2 separate regions of the Anser cygnoides genome follow, and region 2 is linked to region 1. Evidence: chromatin contacts called from public Hi-C data. All regions are on one chromosome and are shown on one strand. Each heading gives the region's core, a stretch centred on a gene start, on an enhancer-like site or on the middle of the called end of the contact. The rest is flanking DNA. Distances are from core to core; before and after follow the strand shown. Region 1 holds the start of TACC1 (transforming acidic coiled-coil containing protein 1). Region 2 holds the start of EIF4EBP1 (eukaryotic translation initiation factor 4E binding protein 1).

Region 1 (6,708 bases), core at 2,974-5,473:
AGGAGGGTCTGGAAGCTGTGATCCTCTCTCGGTGGAGAATCGGAGAGCTTTGAGCAGCCCCAGATGCGGCGCTGTCACCAAGCGCTGGATCCTGCCTTTCCACCCGCCCCTCGCGATGCCTTTTCCATTGTTCTTTGTACTTGAGTCTGGTCCCAACATGCTCCCAGCTGGCCGGGGTTTCAGCCTGGATACAAACTGCAGAGCAGCAGATACTAACTCATTGTGTTCGGAGCGCTGGAAGGACTCCATGGCCCGACGCAAACGGAGCGGTGATGCATGGATCACCACGCAAGCCCCCCTCCTTCACAGAGCACCCGGGACGCACGGTGCCACCTCTAACGCTGCCCGGAGAACCTGCACCCGAGCCCCTCGCTCAGCGCTCCCAGCGGGGCTGCTCAGGACCACTCGTGGCGGTGCGAGCCCCAGGAGGACCCTGCTGCCCACGGGCTCTCGGCCGGCCCTGCGCCAGGCTGCACAGCTGGGCACAGGCTGGGCTCCTGCCCTCGCTGCCGTCGTGCAGCGGAGGAGCAAATGTGCAGGCCACTTCTCTTCAGCAGTGCTCAGAAATACTCCGAAGCAAGAATTACATGCATTTCCTCCGTTCACCTGGAAAAATCTTATTCCCCTGCTAGACATCTGCCATAATGCAGTTCTGCCTGGATCGTGAACCACACGTGGGGTTTTATTGTGCTCCGAATACCAATTATTTCAGGTACTCACGGAGCAATCTTTGCCCCAAATGATGCAATAGGGCAACTGGAACTAAGCTGAGGTTATATCTGGGTGATTGCTATAAATCAGCTTTTATTATAAGCTTTCTGGTCAGTGTGCCGCTCAGCCACTGACGCTCTGTGATCCTTCCGACTCAGGCAAGGCTGAGTGCTTGGGACCAGCTCTTGGAAAACAACCAGGAAAGTCAGGGTAGCAACTGGAGGCTCGTGTTTCTGACTTTTGCAAGGCTTGGAGGAGCTCTGAGATTTGTGACGCTCTGCAGCACACGGTACCAAAGGTGGCAATCTGAAATGTGCTGGTTTGTGGAGCAACCGACTAAGCAGCTGAGGAGGCATGGAGCTGGGAAAAGGCAGGCCCACGGACAGCTGCGGGAAACCAAATTGCTCAACGCAGACCTGGGAGGGACCATCCTGAGCAAGGGCTCCAGGCTCCCCAGGGGCTCGGGCCAGGCGCAGGATTGCTCTTCGGATGAGAAACCGTTGTGGGAGCGTCTGTCCCACCTCCCAGCGCCGCTCCCCGTGGCTGGCGGCCGCGTTCTTCCCAGTGCTCCTGCCCGGAACTGAGCACAAGCAACCCCCTGAAAAGGGCAGCTCGAACCAAGAGTGGTCGGGAAATTAGCGTGGCACAAGCCTGAGCTCAGCGACCGCGATGTGGCGAGGGTGCGCAACAAGGGTCAATTAAGCTGCCACCACGCAGCCTGGCAGGGCAAATTAAGTGCCAATTTTCTGCACTGCTGAAGAGGCGAAGAATTGAAATGATAAATGGCAGGAAGTTTCAGCTGAAAAGAAAGAGCAAGTTGGGAGATGGGAGTTTGAGGCTGGACGGCAGCCAACGATGAGACAACCGTGTGCGCCACTGCCCTCTGCCGCAGCCGGCAGCGCCCTCCTCCCGCAGCAAAGCCCCGGGGTCGGTGTGGGCAGCGGGCATGGGGCTGGCAGCATACGTCCTGTTGGTGTGCCCATCCCAGTGCTGGTGTTTTGCTGCCGGCTCACTGGAAAGCAAATGTTTCAGCTGGGCAGGTGGGAGGCTGTGGCCCTCAGAGCGGGATGATGGAGCGGGGCCCTTCCTCCAAACTGAGGTACCCGTGCTGTGCTCGGGGCCAGCAGATGCGGGCAGAGCTCCTCGGGGGGGGCAGAAGCGATGGGAGGCTCCTGGGCCCTCAGCCCCATCCTGCCAGCCCCTGTGCGTGGCCCAGCTGAGTTCACCCAGCTCACCGTCCTCCTCCTGCTCTTTGCAGCAGGTGGGAATGCAGGGCACTGGTTTCATTCCCTCTGCTTTGCAGGGGCTGTGCAGCTGCTGCGGGTCCCAGGGCTTTGGGAAGGTCGTTGCGGCCAGGGCGCGGGACAAGGACCAGGGTCTGGCTGGGCACATGGAAGCAGGCTGCAGGGTTGGCTGGTGTGGGGTTGTTCCTGGGCTGAGCAGAGTTCTCCTCCTCCTTCGGGCAGCAGCAGCCCCGTCCCTGCACTACGTTTTCCGAGGATGAAATGGCTGCTCCCAGCCTGCTCATTCCTGCTCCTTGCGCTCCCTCTGCAGGGAGCGGCCGCAGGCAGCCGGGGGCCGGATCCTGCACGCTCCTCTCCGCAGCCAGCCGGAGTCGGGCTGGTGCCTCTCGCACCGCTGCTTTGGGGTGAGTTTGTTTAACCCGAGCTGATTTCTGTGTACGTGCAGAGCTGAGCCCTGACCTCTGGGACCAGACCACGGTTTGGGCAAACTGTGGGGCTGCGATGCCCCCTCAGGGCTCCAGAGAACAGGGAGGAGGTTTGGGGTTTGCCCCGGGGAGGGAAGGAGCTGGCTGGGCAGCAGAGGCCTCAGGGCTGGGGTGCAGGATGCAGGGATGCTTCCAGAGCCGTCCTGCTGCCACCAGAGCTCAGCAAACCCTCTCCCCACAGCCCCGAGGCCACAGCTCCCGCTCCCTCTGTAAGCAGAGAGGCTCCCTCCCCACCAGAGGCCAGGCTGCCAAATTCCAGCCAAGAGCACATTTTTCCAGCATGACACCAGTGGGGCCCCAGCAGGAGACGCGGGATGCAGGCGGAGAGGCTCCGGTACCGGCAGTGCTGTGCGTGGATGGCTCGCCGAGCGCCGTCTGCCCCACTGGTTTCCTCTCCCAGCTCGGGGAAGGGCTCGCCAAATATTACAAAACATCCTTTTTCCTTTCGCTCAGACTGTAGGGTGCACTGAGATACCCTGACGCCGCCTGGCCCTCCCTACTCCCGTCCATCCCCTTCCTTCCTCCTTGCTCCTTTTCCAGGCAGCTGCTTACGCAAGCAGCTTTCTAAGGAGCCCCCGGGACAGGTAGCGGAGAGTGCCGGAGCCGGGACGAGCCTGCACGGGAAAGGTAGGAAGGAGAAGGGAGCCGAGGGCTGGGGCGCTCGCCGAGCGCTTGCCTGCGTACTTTGCATCAGGCAGGAGGGAGGAGAAGAGCAGGGAGCGAGGTCTCCCCGGCCACCCCAGCACCCCCTCTGTGGCAGCAGACCTCAGAGGACACCCTGGAGCAGAGCATCGCGCCCTCCTGCCCGCTCTGACCCCGCTCTCGTGGTGCTCCCCAGGGCAGAGCAGGGCAGCGGCACCTGCAGCCTGCCGCAGCGGGGCCGCGTGGGCACGCCGGGCTCGCCGCCAGGGCCCGAGCTCAGCACGTTACCGGCCTCCAGGGCCCTGTTGTGACTCCGTTTGTGTTGCCAGGGAGGAGCCGTGAGAGTGCTCGGGATGCTGCGTGCCGAGCTCCCGCCGGGCGGGTGACGGGCTGCCTCCCTCGGGGACCACGAGGGGAGATGTCCCCGGCGCTCTCACCCAGAGCAAACCACAGCAGGAGAAGGGCTCGGGCACAGCAGCCGCCCCCCGAGGCCGCTGGGTGCTGCCCCCACTACCCGAGCACCTCGCAGCCCAGCACCGCCGGCTCCGGGTGGGTTTGGGGCCGGTGCTGTTTTGATGCGAGGCTCCACGGAGGCATTTAAACACCACCCGTGTGACAGCCCAGCTCTTAGTCACAGTCCCCGGAAACTCCAGTGAAACTCTGCCCTGGGGCAGCAGCAAGGGCTCGGTGAGCCTCTTTCCCAGGCACATGGAAATTTCCATGGAATTAGTGTACGGCTAATTATTACCATCTGCCTTCTCTCAGACTGCAGCCACCCCGCCGGCCAGCTCCTGCGCAGTGCTCCTTGGGGTGCTGGATGGGTTCGGGGTGCAGGGCCCCCCCAGCGCCAGCTCTGCTCCACCCGTGCACAGGTCCTGGCTCCCTCCCCGTTCTGCAAGGTGCCTGTGGGGCTTCTGCGGGCATTGCCAGCCCCTGTCCTCGGGGGACAGCTTTCCTGGCAGAGTTTCATGGTGTGAGCAGCACAGCCGTGATGCTGCGTGTGACTACTCAGGGTCTCGTGGTGCTTTGCGCAGCTGGGAAGCCAGCCCCGCTCACGCAGCCGCGCTCGCCCCGCCGGAGCTGAGCTGTGCCGGGGCTCCTGGGGCTCCTCAGCAGGACTTTTCACTGCCTGGGGCTGGGGCTGTGGCTTGTAGATCATGGCACTGACCCTCGCTGTTGTCCCAAGGGGCTGGCAAAGCCCAATTAAGCTTTGGCAATGTTTATCATGTTGAGTGAGCTCTGGAGCGGGCGGTGTGAAATAGCACTCTGTGCCACTTGGGTTCTTGGTGTCTGGAAACCAGTTTTCCCTCCTAGGGAGATACATAATCGTCACCATTTTTGTGCCTTCCCCCTCCTGGCTTTCCCTGAGAGCATCTGACGGGAAAGCCTGCAGTTTCCCAGCGGCCTCTATTTGTTTATTGCTCGCGGGACCCCTGCCAAGGAGCACTGGGTGTGCAGATGTAACCCAAACAGCCACGCAGCGCCCAGCTCCGTCGGGAGCCGAGCACGGAGCAGCAGCGCCGGTGCCAGCAGCACAGGCACGTTACCAGCTGTACATCCCCTGCCTCGTTCAGCCCGTCCCAGCACCAGTGATGCTCGTTTGCTAACGCACCTTGCCATGGCCTTGGCTCCCTTGCCCGTGCTGATCCCAGGCTGGTCTGGCGAGGAGCAAGCCTGCCGACAGCCGGTGCGCGTTGGTTTGGGTCTGCTCCCTCAGTACGGATCCCCGCTTTGGTAGGATGGACTTGTTGGGAAACGCCGGGTTCTTGCAGCTTGGCAGAGGCTCAGCAGAGCCTCACGGAAGCGTATTTCTGAGATAAATCCTTGAAGCCTGCACTCCCTGTCGCAGCCCTGCTGCACCCAGGTGCCGGCAGCCACCCCTGTGCGCCCTGCGGGGTGAGCAGAGGGCTCGGGGCGGCCGCAAGCTGCAGCACCTGCAGCCACACGGGGATTTTTACCTGGGCAAGGAAGGGCAGCGTTCTGAATTGCCCTGCATGGAAATAGCTGCAGGAAGTTCTGAAAGCAGAGGCACCGAATTACAGGGCTGAGGCTTTGGGAAGGCTGCCAGAGCCCTGCCCTGTGCCCTCCTGGCCCCGCACACGGTGCTGCAGAGCCCGGGCAGCCTGGCACGGACCGGCTCTGGCTTCGCTCGACCTGCAGGCGCGCACACACCGGCACAGCCCGTGTGTGGTGCTTGGTCTCTTAAATGAATGCAGAACATAAGAGCAGCCAAAAAAGTGTTCCAAGATCCGCATCTTAAGCCTGGGACTGAAAAAAAAACAACAAAGAAAGACGCCATCTCTTCACCTCCTTCGCTTACCTGCCCCGAGTGGAGTCAGGGCACTGGGTTTTGTGCTCCCCTTGCACGGAGCAGAGGCTGGCCCTTGCACCAGTGGCAGAGGTATGTTCCCGTTTATCAAAAGCTTTTCCTGGGGAGCTCAGGGAACGGTCGAGGCTGCTGGCGTGGCTGCGGGGTGCCCTCTGCGGCAAGCGGGGGGACGCTGGGCTTTGCCCCGCTGCCCACACACCCAGGCACGAGGGCGGTCGGGCTGATCGGGAAATTGTTTTCATCCAAGGAAGGCTTTTTATAGTTTTCTTTTTTTAGGAAGGTGAAAGCTTTCAAGGGTGTCAACACTTTTCTTGCCAAAAAATAATGCAACCCAAGCCATAACACCAAAAAAAAAAAATTAATAATTTGAGTTTTCAGTTTCTCAGAACTAAAAAGCCCCAAATGGTGTCAGAAATTGATATGTTCACTCGGGCACTTTAATTAAAATAAATCCAAGCATAATGTTCCCTTAGCAGGGTCACCTCTGTGCTTTTTAGCTGCTCTGTCAAATCTTCCCCCGCGAAGGGGACTGCTGTGGGTTCTGGCTGCTTCCTGACGCTGAGGCTTGCTGGCTGGCTGGCCTTCCCCCTTCGAGGGATGGTTTGGGGAGAGGCGATTCTAGGGGGAGAGGCAGCGTCAGTGCTTTATTGGGACTCCTTGGCTGAGGCTTGGTGCCTGGGTAGGGGGCACAGACCCCGTTTTCTTGTCGCACGTGCAGGGTGGGAGGGCATGCTGGGGTGGGAGCCCTGTTAGGCGAGAAACCTCAGCCCCTGCAGGCACTTCCAGGGTGCAGCACTACGCACTCTGGTCTCGGGACTACAGCAAATTTGCATAATTAAAATCTGCATAGCATCGAATTTTCTGGTTGACAGAAGGGAGGAAAAGTGACAGAATAAATCCAACCAAACTGATGCAAACGTGGGGAGACATGGCTCTGCTTGGGATGCTGGTGCTCTGGTGCCAGGCTGCGTGCTGACCTGTTGTAACAGCCTGGCAGCAACGTCACACCCTGGCAGCTCCGTCCCTGCTGCAGGACACGGCGCTGGCATCCTCGCTGCCCAGGCTGCAGCCTCGGGGCTGGGTTTTGGAGCGGCTGCCCGGCCAGGGGATGGACGGATGCCGCGGGGATGGATCTGGGCACGGGGTGCACCCCAGGGGTGCTGTGCTGGGGGCTGGGGCTTTCAGCCTCGCTGCCCTGGGGTCGCGGCTGAGCTGTGCCAGCCTTGGCGGCGTGGCACAGGTGGCAGAGGCCAAGGACAGCTCACAAGAGCGGGGTGCGGGCTGCGACCGCAGAAAG
Region 2 (6,784 bases), core at 3,482-5,981, 190 kb before region 1:
TGAAAAAAAAAAAAACAAATGTCAGCAACAAAAATAACATCTGCAAGCAGTTGGGCTCCCCAGACAGAGGTTTTGGGGGGGGAGAGGAGCATCCTGACGGCCGGCGGGGAGGAAAGGCTGCTCTTCTTCTGCTGGGACAGATCCTGCTGCAGGGGGTGCGAGCGTCCCTGCTGCAAAACGCCGGCCAAGCCGCCACGTGCCTGCTCGCCTCCTGCCTTCGAGGGTCCCCCAGACCTTCAGGGGTCTCCTCCCGTGCAGATACCCCCAGCCCCATCTCCATCCAGCCCCACGTCGCAGCCGGGGCATCCCCCGCGCCCCGCAGCCCCGCCAGGCTCGTGGAATGGGAAACAACAACAACAACAACAAAACAACAGCAGCAGCAGCAGGGACAACGACAGCAGCCACGTCAGACCCGCGGCTCCCATGTCACCAGGGCTATTTTTAACCCGTGCACTCCTCCCGCTCCCCGCTTATTTCTCAGAAACTGCTGGGGGGAGGCAAATGGGGAAAAGGTCCGTTCCCGAGGGCCGCGCCGCCGAGCTCGCGGCCGGGCGCCGGAGAGGGGCAGCTGCCCCCGAAGGACGCCCCGGCAGCGCGGGGGGTCCGGGGGGGTGCGGGCAGGGGGCTCGGGGATGCTGCAGGCGCTGGGCACGGCCCCGCTCACACCAGCGCCCGCCAGCAGTGAAGCCCCGCTCTTTCTCTTGGCGTGCCAAGCAGCCTGGTGTTCTCCTCGGTACATATTTCACATCGCCGTTCCCAGAGCCCCGGTTCTTGCGCTTATGCAATGAGCCCTCCACGTTTGTTTTGCAGGGGGGTGCGGCGTGCCCGAGGCGGGAGGGAGGCGAGCGTGAATCAGGAGGTGCCGGACAGGGAGGTGCAGGGCAGCGAGGAAGAGGAGGAGGAGGAGGCAGGAACCGAGCCAGTTCCCAAACTTTAGCTTTCAGGGGAAGACAGGAATCGTGCTGGAAGCTCAGCCACAGCCCCCCAGGCCAGGGCTCCCCGAGCATCCCCGTCCTTACGGCCCCGGCGGCCCCAGCGCCACGGGACAGGCACAAAGGGTGCCAGGTCCTGAGTGTGGGAGCAGGCTGGGGACCTCTCCCCGCGCTGCGGTGGAGCGATGGCGTGGCTGGACGCAAAGGAAAGGTTTTGTAAGAGAGCTCAGCCTGCCAGCAAGGCATTCGGTTGCACCGAGGGAGGACCGAGCCCCCTCTGCAGCCGGGAGAAGCTCCGCTGGCTTTTGGTCTGCCCATCACGCGCGGCTCCTGGCTCGCATCAGCCACCCGAACCGCCAGCAAGGGCAGCAGCAGGAGCCTGGTGTTTTGTTTCTGGGGAAAGAAAGGGCAGCAGAGGTGCTGAGCCCTGCCCTGCGGGGTGACCGAAGGGCTTGCGGGGCCGTCCCCACGCGGGTCAGGGCCCGTACGAAACACCAGTGGCAGGCATTTGCCCGTGCCCCCCCCCCAGCCTGCAGGGACATCCCTGCCACCGCCGAACTGCCTCGGCAGCAGCAGAACCCAGCAGCGCGTCCCCGGGGGTGCTGTGGGGGTGCTGAGCACCCTCTGCCAGCGCCTGCACCCGCCCGGGGCACGGACCCAGGCTGGGGCTCCCCCCCCTCACCCCCCCGGCAGGGCGGCGGCGCTTCCACGCAGGATGGGGTTGTTTACCGGGGGCAACTTTATCTGCAGGAACAGCTCCTGGGCGGGCAGAGGGGATGTGGGCCGCTCGCTATCTGCGCCGGCATCGCAGGGGAATGTAAACACCGGCGGGGAAATGGCACCGGGACATCCCTGCCGCCCGCGCTGCCGGGGGTCGCGGCGGGCACCCAGGGGGGGTTGGGACCCCGGGGGGGGGGGTTTGGGGACCCTCCGAGGACCGGCCGTGCTCCCCCCGTTGGCGATAGCAGCAGCGAGGGGTCTGATCCGGCGCCAGCGGTGCTCTGCCTGGCCGGGGAGGGCTTCAGAGCCTCGCTGCCTGTTTACACCCCCGGGGGAAGTTTGTCCTCCCCGGGTTTATTTTCTTCCCAGGGACGGGCAGGATCTGCCCCACGCCTGCACCCCCGGGGGTGCTCCCCGCACGCAGGGCGACCAGAAAGGCCGAATAGCTCGTGGGTTGTGGGACGAGTTTTCCAAGAGCCACGGGGGAGTTTTGCCCCGCTGGAGGAGCAGGCGTTTCACAAATGCCCCCCCCCTAGGTCGGCAAGGAGGGATTTGTGCCAGCGGGTCGGGGCCAAACAGGGGCTGCTGGGGAGGGGCGCTGCCACACGGCTCCCCCCCGTTCCCGATTTAGAAGGCAGCGAGGTGATAACGTGCGTCACATGAGGATGATGAAGGGCTTTGCAGCCCGGGGAGAGAACAGATAAAGCGCCCTGGAGATGAACACGTTGGCACCAGCGGGCGCTGCCAACGCGAGCCCGCGGACAGCGGGGCCAGAAGCCCGCGAGGGGAGGGCAAAACCCCCCCACCAGGAGCACCCCCAGGACCTCCGTGGGGGGCTGGGGTCCCCACGCCCCCTCTTCACCCTGATCCACGGCTTTGGGTGCCGGGCAGCGGGGCAGGCGCCCAGACGAGGTTGGGAACCGCAGCCCCGAGCCCCACCGCAGGCAGGATGTGCCCCGGCAGCCCGACCTCCCGCGGGCACCCTGACCCCATCCCCATTCTCTGGGATCGGGAGGAGGAAACGGCCGGGGGCCTCGTTAAGCCGTGCCTGGGCGCCGCGCTGGGCTGGGGTCACGGCCGGTGTCACCCGGCACGGCCGGATGCGTTGGCTTCCTGCCCAGCGCCCGGTAATCGATTCAGCAGCCGCACCGGGGCAAAGGGGATGGGATGGGGATGGGATGGGGATGGGGTTGGGATGGGATGGGGATGGGATGGGGATTGGGGATGGGATGGGGATGGGATGGGGATGGGATGGGATGGGTATGGGGTTGGTTTTTGGGATGGGGATGGGGTTGGGATGGGATGGGATGGGGATGGGATGGGGATGGGATGGGGATGGGGTTGGGATGGGATGGGATGGGGATGGGATGGGGATGGGGATGGGATGGGGATGGGATGGGATGGGGACTGGGGATGGGTTGGGATGGGGATGGGATGGGGATGGGGATGGGATGGGGATGGGATGGGATGGGGACTGGGGATGGGTTGGGATGGGATGGGATGGGGATGGGGATGGGATGGGGGTGGGATGGGATGGGGATGGGATGGGGATGGGGATGGGGATGGGATGGGGATGGGATGGGATGGGGACTGGGGATGGGTTGGGATGGGATGGGGATGGGATGGGATGGGGATGGGATGGGATGGGGATGGGGATGGGAATGGGATGGGATGGGATGGGGATGGGGACTGGGGATGGGTTGGGATGGGATGGGGATGGGATGGGGATGGGGATGGGGATGGGGATGGGGATGGGATGGGATGGGGATGGGGATGGGGATGGGGATGGGGATGGGATGGGGATGGGATGGGGACTGGGGTTGGTTTTGGGGAGCCCCCCCCGCCGGCTCAGCCTAGGCCAAGGGGTGTGCGCAGGCAGTGCCCAGGGCAGCGAGGCAGTGCTCGTAGCTTTTCCTGTGCCGTTTCCAGCCGCAGCCCCCGGCCGGCGGGAGCCGAGCTCCACCTGTCGGCCCCGGGGCGCTGCCAGGGCTCGGCCGCGCTGAGCCCCGCGGGCCGCTGACAGCCGCGGCCCGGCACCGCCGCGGGGCCCCAAATGCCCCTTGGCGGGGGGACGACGGAACGCTGCTGTCACCGCCGGGACGGTGCGCTGGGGGCACTGGGAGCACTGGGAGCACTGGGAGCACTGGGTGGGCTGGGAGCACTGGGGGCACTGGGGGCGCTGGGAGCACTGGGGGCACTGGGGGCGCTGGGAGCACTGGGAGAACTGGCAGCACTGGGGGCACTGGGAGCACTGGGGGCACTGGGTGGGCTGGGGGCACTGGGTGGGCTGGGGGCACTGGGGGCACTGGGAGAACTGGGAGCACTGGGGGCACTGGGTGGGCTGGGGGCACTGGGAGCACTGGGAGCACTGGGGGACACTGGGGGACACTGAGGGCACTGGTAGCACTGGGAACACAGGGGAACTGTGGGCACTGGGAGCGCTGGAGGCACTGGGAGCACTGGAGGCACTGGGAGCACTGGAGACACTGGGGCACTGGGAGCACTGGAGGCACTGGGAGCACTGGAAGCACTGGGGCACTGGGAGCACTGGGGCACTGGGGGACACTGGGTGGGCTGGGGGCACTGGGAGAACTGGCAGCACTGGGGGCACTGGGTGGGCTGGGAGCACTGGGAGCACTGGGGGCACTGGGTGGGATGGGGGCACTGGGAGCACTGGGAGCACTGGGGGACACTGGGGGACACTGGGGGCACTGGGAGCACTGGGAGCACTGGGAACACTGGGGAACTGTGGGCACTGGGAGCACTGGAGGCACTGGGAGCACTGGGAGCACTGGAGACACTGGGGCACTGGGAGCACTGGGGCACTGGGAGCCCCCACCCCCGCGGAGCCCCGGGGCCGGGCACCGTCAGCGGCGGGCACAGGGACCCGGCGGCCCCGGCCGCGCTTGGCCCCGCCCACGGCCCCGCCCACCAGCGTTAGACCACGCCCCCTTTGCACACCTAGGCCACACCCCCACTGAGACCCCGCCCCCAGACAGGCCACGCCTCTCCCTCCAGGCCCCGCCCCCTCCGGGCCCCGCCCCTTTCCCGTGCCGCCCGCACCGGAAGGGGCGGGCCCCGCGCCGGAAGCGGCGGGCAGGGCGGCGGGGCGGCAGGGTGGCGGCCATGTCGGGGCGCTGCTGCCAGGGGCCGACGCCGAGCCGCGACATCCCGGGGCCCGGCAAGCGCCTCGCCCTGCCCGACGGCGCCCCGCTGCCGCCCGGGGACTACAGCACCACGCCGGGGGGCACCGTCTTCGGGACCACGCCGGGCGGTGAGCGGCAGCGGGGCGGGGGGGGGGGGTTCTTGGGGTCCTCCCCCGTTTCTGGGGGGGTCTTCCCCGTTTTTGGGGGGTCTTCCCCGTTTTTGGGGGGGTCTTCCCCGTTTTTGGGGGGGTCTTCCCCGTTTTTGGGGGGGTCTTCCCCGTTTTTGGGGGGGTCTTCCCCGTTTTTGGGGGGGTCTTCCCCGTTTTTGGGGGGTTCCCTCTTTTTTTGGGGTCTTCCTCTCTTTGGGTTCTTTTTGGTCCCCTCTGTTTTTGGGGGGGGTCCCTCTCCTTGGAGGGGGGTTCGGGGGGGGCGCTTTTTTGGGCGAGTGGGTCCCCAGAGGGGTTCTCTTGGGGTTTTTTTGGGGGGGAGGGGGCTCCCGTTGTGGGGGGGGCTCCGGCTCCGTGGGGGCTGGGGCTGCCTCCCCCCTTCGGAGAGGGGCTGCGGCGGGGTAGGGTCCTTGGTGGGCTCTCACCCGGGCTGGGGGGGCTCGGAGGGGTGCCTGGGGCCGTGCTCCCCTTCCCCTTTTCGGGGGGGGCTGCCTGGAGCTGCGGGCCTCTCTGGGGGGAAGGAGCGGGGGGGTCGTGCTGCCCCACAGGAGGGAGACCCCTGGGGGGGCTGCTGGGGGGGGGGCTCCCCTCCCCGCGGCACCGCGTGGAAGGGAACCGTTTATCCCTCCCAACCTCCTGAACTTTTCCTGGCAGCGCCGTGCCCCACGGCCCCAAAACACCGCAGGGGTGCTGCTGCCCCCACACCCCCCCACACACAGCTCGGGGCAGGGAGCTGCCCCCCGGCCGTGCCCGCTGCCGGTGCTGCTCGCCCCACGCAGCCCGGTTTGGGGCCGTGCTTCGGGGGCACAGCCCTGAGCCCAGCACCCCAAGCTCCTACTCGGCAGCTCCCCCGTATTTTTTTTTATTTATTTTCCGTGCCCCTGAGGAGCTTTCTCCACGCCGCTGCCAGAGATCGGAGCGGGGAGCAGGAAGGGAGAAACGGTCCCCAAACCGTCCCCAGGTTTTTCTCAGCGGCGCTGCGGGCTGGGAGCTGGTGGGGAAGGGGGAAGTCGGCGCCGCTGATGCAGGCGCATGCGCTTGGGCTCGTGCAGAAGCCTGGGGCTGGCCGGGGAGCCGAAGCCCTGGCGTTGTTTCTGTTGCACTCTCTCCCTTGAAGGCAGCGGGCAGCCGAGCCCCGCGAGGTGGGGCTGGGAGGAATGCTTCTGGGCGGCGTTCCCGGGCCCGCTCAGCGCCGCCGGCCGCTCGGCGAGCCCTGCGGGGCTGGTGTTTGGGAGCTAGCGAGCACCCGGCGCAGGGAAGGAGAGCGGCCGGTGTTTGCCGTCAAGGCGTGTGCGCCCCGGCAGAGCCCCCAGCGCCCCGTGACCGCGGTGCCTGGGGCCCAGCCTGCCCCGGGGTCAGGGAGCCTCAGCCGGGGGCTGCTGCCATCCTCTGCTCCCCTTTCCGAGAACAATTCCTCCTCCTGCATCGCCACGAGCAGCCCTCGTGGAGACGGCGACAGGCACCTCTCACGCCGAGTCCCCCGCGTGTGCTGGTGTCCTCCTCCGGTCCCCGCAGCGGGGCTGACCCAGGCGAGCTGCCTCGTGCCGGGGCTCCTGGGCTCCCTCATCCCCCCCCCGGGCAGGCTGGGGGGAGCGAAGGAGCTCCCCGTGGGCACGGGACGGAGCTGGCTTTCCCCGCGGCAGAGGTTAACACGACAGCAGGAAGGAGCAGGCGAGAGGCGGCGGGTGGCCTTTCAGCAGCACCCGTTCCTTCCGCTGTCCCCTTCGTGCTTGGCTTGGCCCCTTGCCTTTGCCGAGGGCACGTGCACGCGGCGTCTCCCCCCGGGCCCACGTGCGGGGTGACCGCGGAACCCGCCGCG

The links. A called contact is a pair of places that touch in the nucleus more often than the background predicts.
Region 2: a Hi-C map of liver shows a contact between it and region 1, with 2.4 times the contacts expected there. The contact joins the promoter of EIF4EBP1 here to the promoter of TACC1 in region 1. A contact is called at or near these places in 2 of 7 Hi-C or Micro-C datasets (granulosa cells and liver).

What each region holds. Positions count from the first base shown.
Region 1 is chr26:702,212-708,919 of Taihu_goose_T2T_genome, reverse strand. It overlaps TACC1 (transforming acidic coiled-coil containing protein 1), which reads left to right and starts at 4,223. Exons shown (of 16, transcript XM_066983502.1): 1 at 4,223-5,483. The coding sequence starts at 5,293.
Region 2 is chr26:893,481-900,264 of Taihu_goose_T2T_genome, reverse strand. EIF4EBP1 (eukaryotic translation initiation factor 4E binding protein 1) reads left to right here and starts at 4,731. Exons shown (of 3, transcript XM_066983481.1): 1 at 4,731-4,926. The coding sequence starts at 4,779.